2 separate regions of the Callithrix jacchus genome follow, and region 1 is linked to region 2. Evidence: chromatin contacts called from public Hi-C data. All regions are on one chromosome and are shown on one strand. Each heading gives the region's core, a stretch centred on a gene start, on an enhancer-like site or on the middle of the called end of the contact. The rest is flanking DNA. Distances are from core to core; before and after follow the strand shown.

Region 1 (5,586 bases), core at 2,459-4,958, 240 kb before region 2:
TGTGATTTTAAATGAAAAACAAATATAAAAGAAAATGAAAAACAATATAAAACAATTCAGTCATACTAGGAGAAAAATGATTAAAATAAAATGGAAATAAATGTCACAGAAAATATGAAAAGATACATGAGAGAGAATGATGCATCTTCAGGGAGATAAGAAATGAAGCCTGTTAGGATAACACAAAAAGATGGCACAACTCTCTGGTGGGTAGGATGACTGAAGCAGAAGGCAGGGAAAGGCCAGGAGACTTTGAATCTCTTTATCTGCATGGTACGTCTCAGTCCCTAATTTACTTTATTTCACTATTCGTTATTTTAACCCGCAGCTGAGCACAGGGTTAGTTTGTTTTGCTTCCCCTTGAGAGTTCACTGAAAAACTCAACTAGTATTTCAGATTACATCAGACTGTGCCTACCACTCAGCACCTTTGAGATTTTCTTTAAGGGGAAAACAAACATCCCAGGAAGATGCTGTTCTACTGTGCAGCTCCTTGCCCAGCGCCTGTGGTCAGAGTCCAGCCTCTCACTAGAGCACTGTTTTCCTTTCTCGGAGAGGTCAGAAGGTTCTGCTTTCCACACGGCAGGAAAAAAGCTGCACCCGACTATTGGAGGAAAAATGTTACGACCCCCAGTACAGTTATTACAGATGACTTAACCAAATTTACTCATCTAGGCTGAATCCTGAGAGGCCTGAAGGTGTAGACAGATCCTTGGGGTCTGGAGGCAAGGGCAGTGTGGAGTGGAAAAACAGGAGCAAGGAAACCAAAGTAGACAAATAAAAGCAACTGCAACATTTCAAATGGGCACCTACCAGAAATGACTAAGATTCGTTTTCTTTTACACTAACACAAAATGAATAAAATCAGAAACTACCACAGTTTTATTTTAACATAGAAGAAAAATATAGTGGACGCAGGAAAAAAGACAAATTGAATAATTTGCTTCTACTTGTGACATGGCAGATGTTTTAAACAATAACATATTAGACTCAACAGTAAGCGAACTACATAGGCTCCCACTAGTAACAAGTTCAAATCCTAGCAAAAGATTAACACATGGACCTCGGAATGAATACTCATGATCACAGAATTCAATTTCTATTTCAGAATAGGAGAAAGGCCCTTTTTCTCAGCGAGCTCCAAAAATCTTCTCCTAGGTGTGGCAGAGGCAAAAAAAAGTGGGCAAATGGGCTTGGAAGTGCTGTGCAGAGCCAAGAGCAACACTGGAAACACCGACAGTTCATATTCTCTGACATGTCTCTGAAATTTCCTATCTTCTAGCCCTTCCTCACCTCCACCCTCAAACCTCATCAGCTTAGTTCAATCCATGAAAGGAAGTTCTGAATGTTGGTTTCAACCTACTCCATTTTCATGTTCTTTTTAAAATTGCTGCCCACATTTTCCAAGGAAAAAAGCCAGAGGCACATCTTCCCCCTAAGGTCTAACACAGGAGCTTGTATCAAGCGGAAATGGTTGGGCAAAGAACTTCATTCTCCTGCAAGGCAAAATAATCAGTCCCCGTTTTACTCCCAACCCCCGTTCTCAGAGGACCCAGTGGTCAGGTCACAGGTGTCACAAATACGGTTACTTCTAGGTTAGATTTTGGTAGTGACATCTAGTAATTCACAAAGATAATGGCTTCCCCTTCCTTTCTACAGGACATTGTGCATTTTGATAATCTTATTTTTGGCTGGCCGTGTGCGGTGGCTCACGCCTGTAATCCCAGCACTTTGGGAAGCTAAGGCAGGCAGATCACAAAGTCAGATTGAGACCATCCTGGCTAACACGGTGAAAACCTTTCTTTACTAAAAATAGAAAAAACTAGCCAGGCGTGGTCCATGTGCCTGCAGTCCCAACTACTCAGGAGGCTGAGGCAGGAGAATCACTTGAACCCTGGAGGCGGAGGTGAGCCGAGATCGCACTACTATACTCCAGCCTGGGCGACAGAGCAAGACTCCATCTCAACACAATAAAATAAATTAAATAAAATAACAGCTACAACACATTTAAAAAAAAATACCAAGCAAGCCAAAATTCTTTTCCTTCTTTGGGTATTTTATGATCCCACTCATCACCTCACAACATTAAAAAAAATACACCTAAACCATTAACGTTAAACACAACTTACCATACCATGCTGAGGTATGGTCAGAAAACTCAAGTCTATTCCAAATGACAACTTTTTCGATTATTCTTCAATTGAAGTTACATCTATGACCCTCTGTGGAAAAAGCAAAGGGCTGGGGTCCCCCTTTTCATGCATACTGAATGTCTGGCTACAAACAACTATACTTGCAGGCTGGTTCCTTTTCCAGGTCTCTCAGAAACTGCCCTCTGGTATCCTGAAGTGCACTCTGCAGTTCTGGGATCACCTTTATTCTGATGCGCTTTGTGCACATTCTCGGACGCTGCAATGCCCATACTAAGGCAACACAGCACAGAAGTTGGCAGCAATGCTATCAGCAAGAATTTGGCTTCAGAATCAAGAGTGATTCATCATACATTCTAGCAGCAGAAAAACAACACACCGCTATTTTAATCCCTTGGTGGTATCAAGAATCAAAAAAAACAGTGAGATGTAATTAAGCAAAAGCAACAAAAATCCTATCTGCTGTAACATTTGTCAAAAAATTAGTGACTTTTCCGCAAGTCACTTAGAAAACAACGGACTACTTACCTTGATATTTATTACAATGACAAATCAAGTTCTAATACAAAATCAGAAGACAAGCAGTCCAAACTTCTGTAAAGTAACATACTGAAATTCTAAACTTAGGCAAACAAATTTTTCATTTGCTTTACAGTAAATAAAATTTCTCCTAGTGTTCCTTTTTTTTTTCTTCTCTCCATTTCTTAGATGACTCCAATTTAAAGTCTAGGTGAGTAAACGTACAGCACGGAAACCGAATACTGTGGGCGATTTATTCGGAACACTTTTCCATTTTTCAGAGGTACCTTAACACTGAGATAATAAACACTGCTGATCTAAAATAATAATGAAACCCACTTAAGTCCTATTGCTCTATTTAATGAGCACGAAACAAATCTCCCGGGTTATTCCCTCTTTATGAGAATATGTAGATGGGCATTAGGCTTTATCGACCAGTATTCCCACAGAATGTCCCCATATATTAAATCTAGCGTTTATTGTAACAAAAACTTTTTAAGTTGAACGCTACTTTATTGTCGTGACCAGGTCCTCGGGGGCAGACGCGGATTTACCGAGACCTGCACCGAGTATCGTCTCGGGAAACCCTACCTTTTCAAACACCTCTTCCTTCACCCTGCGTTTCCGTTTTCGGGGTCTCCGGTTCACTTGAATCCATTTCGTGACCTGAGTGAGGTTCAAAAATCACAGCATTTCAAACAAGGAAATGGGTCCTGACCGCTGCCCCCCAGCGCGAAAAAGCAGGCACCCCCGCCCTCGCGACCCGGTCTTCCCCGAACCTTGAGAAGCCACCCGCGCCCGCCCGCAGTACTCGTCGGGCGCCTCCACGCACGGGCCGCGACCTTCGCCCCGGCCGCTCCCCGCGCCCGAGCGGGAGCCCGGCAGGTCGTCCCGGCGGTGTACGCCGCAGCCCGGAGCCAGGGCCTCTAGCCAGCCGCGGTCTCGCGTCGGCGCCACCGGGGCGCAGGGGCCGCGCCGCCTGCACTCACCTCGGCGCGCACTTGCCGCGCGAGCCCGCACTCCGCCTCGGCGCTGCGCTCCCTCTGCAGCGGCTGCGGGGGAAAGGGACACAGTCAAGTTTACGGCGGGAGCGACCCCGGCCTCCCTGCCCCGCGCCCGCCAATTAGCCGTGCCCCCCCAGTACCTCGCCCGCGGCCGGGGAGGACGCAGCAGGGGCGCTGGAGTCTGCGCCCTGCGCCCGCCCGGTACCCGCATCACCTCAGGCTCGGCGCGGGCGACGGGCGCGGGGCCCGGACGGCGGGCGGGCGAGCGCCGGGCTGGGCGGGGCCTGCCTTAAAGGTATAGCGGCCGCGCCGCCTCCCGCAGATCGCCCGCCGCCCCGCCCGCTAGTCCGTCCGCGCCGGCGTCGTATTGTTCTCCCCGCGAACGGCGTGCTCCCGAGCTCCCGCCGCCCCGCGCACCTTGCCCCCGCCAACCCTTTCCGGGCTCCGGGCGCCCCGCGGCCCCGCGCACCTTGCCCCCGCCACCCCTGCCCCGGCTCCGCGCCCCGCGAGCATCTTCCCATCAGCAAGAGGGGCCCGGGCCGCCCTCCGCAGGCTGGAGGGAGCGGAGGCGGGGAAGGAACCACGCCTGCGGCCAGCCTGACGCGCTCCCCGGGTCGGAAACTTGGTCCCGGTGGCTTTCGCAGAGGGAAAGTAACTTTCCTAGTGGAGTTTTCTCCGGGAACGGGTTCTACGTCGTCGAGTAGACGTTTCCTAGTGGCCCCCTCGGGGCTCCGGGCGGCGGCAGGTGGCTTCCTGGGGGCGACACAGGGGCGAAGAGAAACCCAGCCCTGCGCCCCCTCCCGTGTGGACCCCCAGAGCCACTGGGTAGAATTTTAAAAGGAGGGGTTAATCTGTTTTCATAATTAGGGAGAAAGTTTACACTTAATTTACAAAAATGTTCGATACGCCAAGATTTTCCTTCACCCGCCAAAGGCCTTCTCGTGTGCATCAGCAGTTGCTAGAATCCGCCTGCGGGTGAAGGCGGGCGGGGGCGGAGAGTCGGGTTGTCCCGGTGCTTGCTGGTCTTGACCATCCCTTTAAGTTCATCACATTTCTTTAAAAAAAATCTGTCTCGCCCTTTCTTTATTGCTACTCCATCCTTCTTTCAAGATCAAAAGGTTTAGATCAAAGCCAGGATCAAACTCACTACTTTAAATAGCAGCAACTTTGCCGTGGAGCATTTTACACAGAGGAGCTTCTTAATGGAGACATCGGAGTGGAAAACTTTATTTTATCCCTTCATTCCATATTCATAACTGGACCACTTAAAATTATACGCATGATGCATTTCTGTTTCCTAAAACAACAGGTCTGCTCAGATGAGGGATTCTTAATTTGTTTCCAAGAATACAAAAAAAGTTGAAATCTAGAGAGTAATATAGACATATTAACCATTTTGTGTCATTATTATAATAGCTAAGTGCTACGAAATTATGCTCATTTGCTAAAGATTTTTCAATGTGTTATTGTATCTTTTAGTATAGATGGTATGGCCATCATATACAATTTTTTACTGTAAAAGGAAATGCATATAAATAGTTAATGGTTTGGAAATCTTGCTCATAGGCAGGTAAATAATTATAAATGGTGAAGTGGATTACTCAGAGCTGCTTAATTCTAAATGGAAAGAGAACTGTGAACTATTCAACCTATGCTGCTAGTAACAGTTCCACAATCAATAGAAATCTATCCTGGCAGGCACTTTCTTTTGCCCGCTAGAATTTTTTTCCTTGGGAGTTCATGATCCCTAGAAACTGATGTGAGCCATTCAATATTGATGTGCTAAAACAGTGCTCTACTTAAATGGACCTTTCTCTTTGTTGACTCATCAACTATTTTTCAATTTTTTTGTTTCTTGGAAGAAACAAATCCAAAATAAATTCCAATAGTCCACAGGAATAAAGATAACTATTG
Region 2 (6,184 bases), core at 2,027-4,526:
CACATACAACTCAACAAATCTATTTTCTAGAAAGAGTAAAAGGAGGGCCACTGAACTGGCAGGTGTGGGGTTGGAGGAGAAACGGCAGTTGAAGGCAAGTGAATGGAATTAGATGAATACATGCTCATAGGACGCTGAGGTCACCAGACATCTTCCCTTATTTGGTTCCAGAAGTCTGGCAGCCAGGCTTTCACTCTCTAGGAAAAAGACTGAAAGAAAGGGACCAGCCTAAGGAATCAGTCTACGGTGAAGCTGATGGTTGACAAGGCCTCCAAATGCATTCACAGCTTCCAATTCGTATTTCAGTCCCCTGCTCCTAAATGCTTGCATGCAAAATTCCAGGCATATTTAGAAAGCCTCTAATGCAAAATCAAGATCCAAAAGGACAAGCATATGAGAAAACAAAAAACAGAAACAAAGAATAAGACTGTTATTAACTCCATCCAAGAAAAAAAATAACATATACAGAAATAATAATGTAGTCACAGTTTTGCTACAAGGCTCAGCTCTTAAAAATACACAAATATAATGATATAAATGAAGGCCGGATGCATTGGCTTGCCTGTGTGATCCTAGCACTTTGGAAGGCCTAGGTGGGAGGATGACATAAGATCAGTAGTTCAAGACCAGCCTGGGCAACACAGGGAGATCCCATCTTTACAAAAAAAATTTTTTTAATTAGCCAGGTGCATTGGCGGTGCATGCCTGTGATCCCACCTACTCAGGAGGCTGAGGTAGAAGGATCACTTGGGCCCAGGAGGTCAGGCTGCAGTGAGCTGTGATCATACCACTGAACCCCAACCTGGACGACAGAGCAAGACCCTATGTCAAAGTAATAATATAAATGAAAAACACTGGTCTAATCAACATTATGATATTAATTACATTGAGAAGACAGGACTTAAGGAAGGGGGCCTGTGTTTGACAGAGTTGGGGGAGGGAAGAGGACAGCTAAATCCTTACCTGCCATAGTGGGAAGACCAACTCTGAACAATAAAGTGTCTTACTGAAGGACAGGCAGGTAAATATCAAGTAATCGGGCAAAAGAGGTGAAAGTGGTTACTTCTAAAAAGCAGGAAAAATGGAGGAAGAGAGATTGCAAAGAACTGCTGCTTGGGAAGAGGGGTATAATAAACCCATTAGAATTATCTGACTCTTTAAATATTACATCTTTAATACAAAATAATTGAACTAATCGATTAGTTAAAAGGGAATCTTAAGAGAAAAAGAATAACATCTGATACTGAGGTACTATTAAAATGATGAAATATAACTCAGAAGAAAGAGGCAATTTAGAGATAAGGAGCAGGCACTAGTCTATTAAGAAATCCTTTTAAGAATGAAACACTGCGTACAACAGGCTTTCTCCCTACATTCCACTTTGAATTTTTGACCTGATTTTCTCGCTGCTGGTCTGGTTCTTGTACCATCCACCTAGTCCATGGGCAAGATGATACTTGTGGAAACAGCAGAAACTGAAACTACTTCCAAGAGAAAACACTGCTAATGGAGTAAGAGGTATTGTTATTAGATCCCTGCACAAAGTCAACAGGACTCCATATAGAGTGCCCAATGCCATCACGGCCCAGTACCTCGATCAGAGTATCTGTACCCTTGAGGTAACATGGGGAGGACACCAGAAGTCACAGGAAGATGTGGAAGGGGAGAAAAATGGAGACTAGCAATTAAGCAGTCAAAAACCTTAAATGACCCAGAGTTTAGGAGTGAGAGAGCAATAGTGATAACAGAACCTGAAGTGAGTCCAATAAAAATATTTTAAAACTGTCATTGATTCCTTGAAGTCTTCTCTAACATTCAATAATGGAAATAAAATAATTTTTAAAAAATATCACCCAAACTCATATTTTAAGTGCTCAAGATGATTTCCTCCTACACAGCACACAAGTTTGTTTGTTTGTTTTACTTTCTTAGATTCCTAAAGTTCCTCTACTTAGTGGAGCTAATTTGGAATCAACTGTTTGATTGACTCAGACATCAAGCTTTTAAAAGCAAAAACTTTTCTTGGCTACCAAGTAACAGTCAAATCGGGGCAGATCAATTGGCTGGGCCAAATAAGAACCAGCCAGAAAACCAATTCCCAGAGACCCTGGTCGAACTCTTCTGAGAAGCTTCTCTAGAGTCTGGCCCTGGGCTTCCTGCCTGGATCCTGGTTGAATGCTGGAGCCCATGCTGAGATCACCGAGTGCTGCTCGTGCTGGAGAAGGTTTTCATTAGTTCCTCGCTATGAGGACGTTTCTAGCATCCTCATTTGGAAGAAAAGTATCTTTAGATAATTACACTCCTTGATTGTGATCAAAAATGAAAATGAGAACTAAAAAGAGAAGACAAAGAATGTGGTACAGTACAACATTGAAACTCCGATTCTCCTGAAGGGCAGCTGTCATTTTTCTGTGCACTTTAAAATGAATTAGAATGAAGAATTTCACAAAGCAAAAGCTGACTAACCACATTTTTTATAGACTCTCTAAAGTTTACTTTTATAAGTGATTCAACATTAACTACACTTTTCTCTATGATCATTTTACAAATTAAAATTTTATCTTATTTGTGAGAAAAAAATAGTTTATTTTTATAAAATATAGTTTATTCCAACATGCCCAATCTTGCATGAAGACTGCCCACCACCACAGGGAACAACACCTAACCTTATCTTCCAATCAGCCTACAAAAAAAGCAAAGAATAAGGTGGAAATACTGCTCCAGAAAGCAGAGCATGCATTCCCAAGACAAAGATAAATAATTTCAGGATTGTCTATTGATTGGAATAAGCCTATCTTTCAAGAGAATTAATGAAAATTTACTGCTTTGGGATATGTCCATTGATTGAGTCCCACCTCTGAAATCTGACAGCTGGTGTTCAATTCCCTGCTCCATATTTACCAGTTTGAGCACACATCACTTAATTTCTCCAATGCATCCGTTTCCTCATGTATAATAAGAGAATGATCATAGTATCTTGTTGTGAGGATTAAGTTAGGATTAAATTAGAGAATCTATAAAGTGATCAGTAGGCATAACAACTGGCACAAAGTAAGTGTTCAAGAAATGTTAGCTCTTGTCATCTGTATTTGTTGTAGTCTTCATCATTTGCAAGCTCTCAGCTTTACAGCTGCCTACCCTTGATGCTCAGGCTGATTTTCTGAAGGCAGAGGCAAAGAATGCTGAAGGTATGGCTGCCATATGTGTACTGAAAACAAAGACCTGATGAGGCCCACATATGGGGTTTAAGGTTGGATGGCATTAAAACACAGTCCACACAAAGCAATCCATTTAAAGGAGAACGACAACCTAAAGGGGGCATCCTGTATGACTTCATATAGAATGGGCCATTTGGAGACTATTTAAATGGTGTTTGCTTTAAATGAGCCATCCTTGATGAAACCGACAGTGAATGCCTTCATTTTCCTTTTGATTCAATCCACTTGCACTAGACTCCCTTTGCTACACCAACTGCAAAACAAGAGAACACGTTGTACTTGAATTAACCCAGAGTTTTTCCTCTGCAGAGGCCAGAAACCTATCATGCCACTGGATGATTTCACAGCCAGGCTGGGATTCGATAGCAAGACTAATAAAGAGGGGTGGTAGGAAGGGACGCAGAGGAAAACAGCACTCCCTAACTGCAGCACAAGCTGCCACCCAACTTGCCCTTCCTTCTGGACAGATTCTGTAAAGCTGCACTTCAGACTTCCTTACTTTCTCCTATTAGACTATATTTAGAGGGAAAACCTCTCATACTTCAATTGTCTCACTAGTAAGATACACGTATCACATGACATATTGACAATAACAGCTGTTACAAGATCCAAACAGACATCTTCATCTCCGTAACAGCACTGAAATTTTCCTTAAAGATGACTGTGCTTTTTGCAAGTAAAAAAGAACTTTAAATGGATTAATTTTCAAATCACAAGACACAGTTTAAAATTTAGTTTTGGGCTGGGTACAGTGACTCACGCCTCTAATCCCAGCACTTTGAGAGGCCAAGGCAAATGGATCACCTGAGATCCAGAGTTCAAGACCAGCCTGGCTAATATGGTGAAACTCTGCCTCTACTAAAAATACAAAAATTAGCCAGATGTGGTGGCAGGCACCTGTAATAACAGCAACTCGGGAGGCTGGGGCAGGAGAATCACTTAAACCCAAGAGGCAGAGGTGGCAGTGAGCCGAGATCGTGCCACTGCACTCCAGCCTGGGTGACGAAGTGAAAGACTCTGTATCCAAAATTAAAAATTAAAAAAAAATAAAATATAGTTTTGAAACTAAGTATCATAAAGAGTGTTAAAACAGTTAATTATTTTTTCACTGACTATTCTAAAAACTGTCATATGAAGTTTTGAAGATTCTATCTTCCACGGAAGGGAAGAGACATTCTCAGTGAGGAGGGAAAAAGGAAGAACACGAAGGAGTAGTCAGTTCATGAAAGGAGAGAGAACTTTTTAAACTAAACCTGTGAGAAACTTAGCTAATTGAGATAATCGTTTTTCATAAAATATATTAACAGAAGAAAAATCAAGATACGGTAGCCATTTTTACACATCAGTCATGCCTACCAATAGTAAATTCAATACAAAATTTATGGAAAGTCAATGTCCTCTTAGGTGAGTCTTAGATAAACCCACTCAATATAATTAAAGGCACAGCTATAACCACACCCACATAACCACTCTGCTTGTGCAGAGGCAAAGGCAGATCATAGCTCTGCAAAGTTAAGCATCACATGGAGCTTCTTATATTAAAGAGTTACTGTTTTTACTGAAAATTAAAACAGGCACTTAAATTCTTCCTATTAAAACCGTCCATTTTACTTTTTCAACCTCTCCACTATAGGCTAGACAAACAGTATGAAGCATTTGGAAATAACAAATTGATACATGCTTTTATTTAACATATAGTCTTTCTTTCCTCAGTCCCACAGTAGCCCCTGCTACTTTTCCTACCTCAAAATTGTTTCTTTCTCTAACCACGATTGCTTATTTCAGAAATTCCTGTCCAAACTATTCTATATGTTATGATTACTTTGGAACACCTTTGTATCACAAATTAAAGATGCCTAACAATGTTTTTATAGGAATATGTATATACAGGAACATGTGCATTTATAAGTGCATATAGACATACTATATAGAATGTATATATTACAGATTTAAATGTATAGTATACATACATCTGCACAATAAATAAAATACATACACAAAAAGGAGAGCTCCTATTTTGGGTGCTCTTCCCTTGGCCTCCTTCTCCACTGCTTGGGTCTTTCAGCAAACTCCAGCTTTCTGTCAGGATTTTGTAGATACTGAGTCTACATCTTTTGGTTTTCTAAGTGAGTGCCACCCTCGTGAATACTCACAGCGTGATTATTCGTTAGTTCTTCTCCACAGTTGCTTAAGGGTTGTAACTGGCACCATAACAAACGAAACAGTAAGACGCCCTGGGCTGGTAGGCATCAGCATTGCCTAACCAGGGTGATGTGCCAGGTCAAGCCACCACTTCACAAGCACCGATGCTACCCAGCAAGGCTTCGGGTTTCCTTCTCTGCAACATGGTACTGCCTCAGGCACAGGAGAGGCAGGAGAGAATGACCTTCAAGATCATTCTTGTGAACTAGGTAAAAGAGCGCCACCTGCTGAACACAAGTACCTCTATAGGTTTTCCTTGTTGGCTAATGGGATACCTAAAGGAATACACCGCACCAGGTTTGTTATTGAAGTCTCACTGGCCACTCTGACTTTTGATGCAGGTAACCCAGTTACCCTTAAGCTGGATCAGCTAACTGGACACCAAATCATAACTGCTCCAGATGGTCACAGGTAAACTTTACTGCTTTACTCATATGCAACCTTCATGTATGTCAAGTCCAAGACAAAAATCCACAGCAACAAGAATTGGTATATATATGCCTGGAGAATCATCATTGTCTGAAAGAAACCATGATGACTTTCACATATGTCACGTATGGTAAGTGCAGTGCCAGGAGGGTAAGCAAGAACTAGTCAACAACAAATCACAAAACAAAAGAATTAACTGGCCAGGCACAGTGGCTCATGCCTGTAATCCTAGCACTTTGGGAGGCCGAGGCAGGCGGATCATGAGGTCAAGAGATCGAGACCATCCTGGCCAACACGGTGAAACCCCATCTCTACTAAAAATACCAAAAAAAAAA

Evidence for each region. Hi-C and Micro-C count contacts between places; a contact is called where the count stands out from the background.
Region 1: a contact with region 2 is called in a Hi-C map of skeletal muscle, with 5 times the contacts expected there. The contact joins two enhancer-like sites. A contact is called at or near these places in 2 of 3 Hi-C or Micro-C datasets (both in skeletal muscle).

Annotation. Positions count from the first base shown.
Region 1 is chr1:78,379,298-78,384,883 of calJac240_pri, reverse strand. AOPEP (aminopeptidase O (putative)) reads right to left here. Exons shown (of 17, transcript XM_078365849.1): 12 at 3,658-3,720; 13 at 3,260-3,334. Among named protein-coding and RNA genes, the nearest start is that of AOPEP, 300 kb to the right of the region's middle. Within about 2 kb of position 3,708, at least 12 of the 16 cell types and tissues checked have an H3K27ac peak or open chromatin away from gene starts, as enhancers often do. A contact at or near this core is called in skeletal muscle, where this site is marked.
Region 2 is chr1:78,140,318-78,146,501 of calJac240_pri, reverse strand. The region is part of intron 3 of AOPEP (aminopeptidase O (putative)); the gene reads right to left. Among named protein-coding and RNA genes, the nearest start is that of AOPEP, 65 kb to the right of the region's middle. Within about 2 kb of position 3,276, at least 2 of the 16 cell types and tissues checked have an H3K27ac peak or open chromatin away from gene starts, as enhancers often do. A contact at or near this core is called in skeletal muscle, where this site is marked.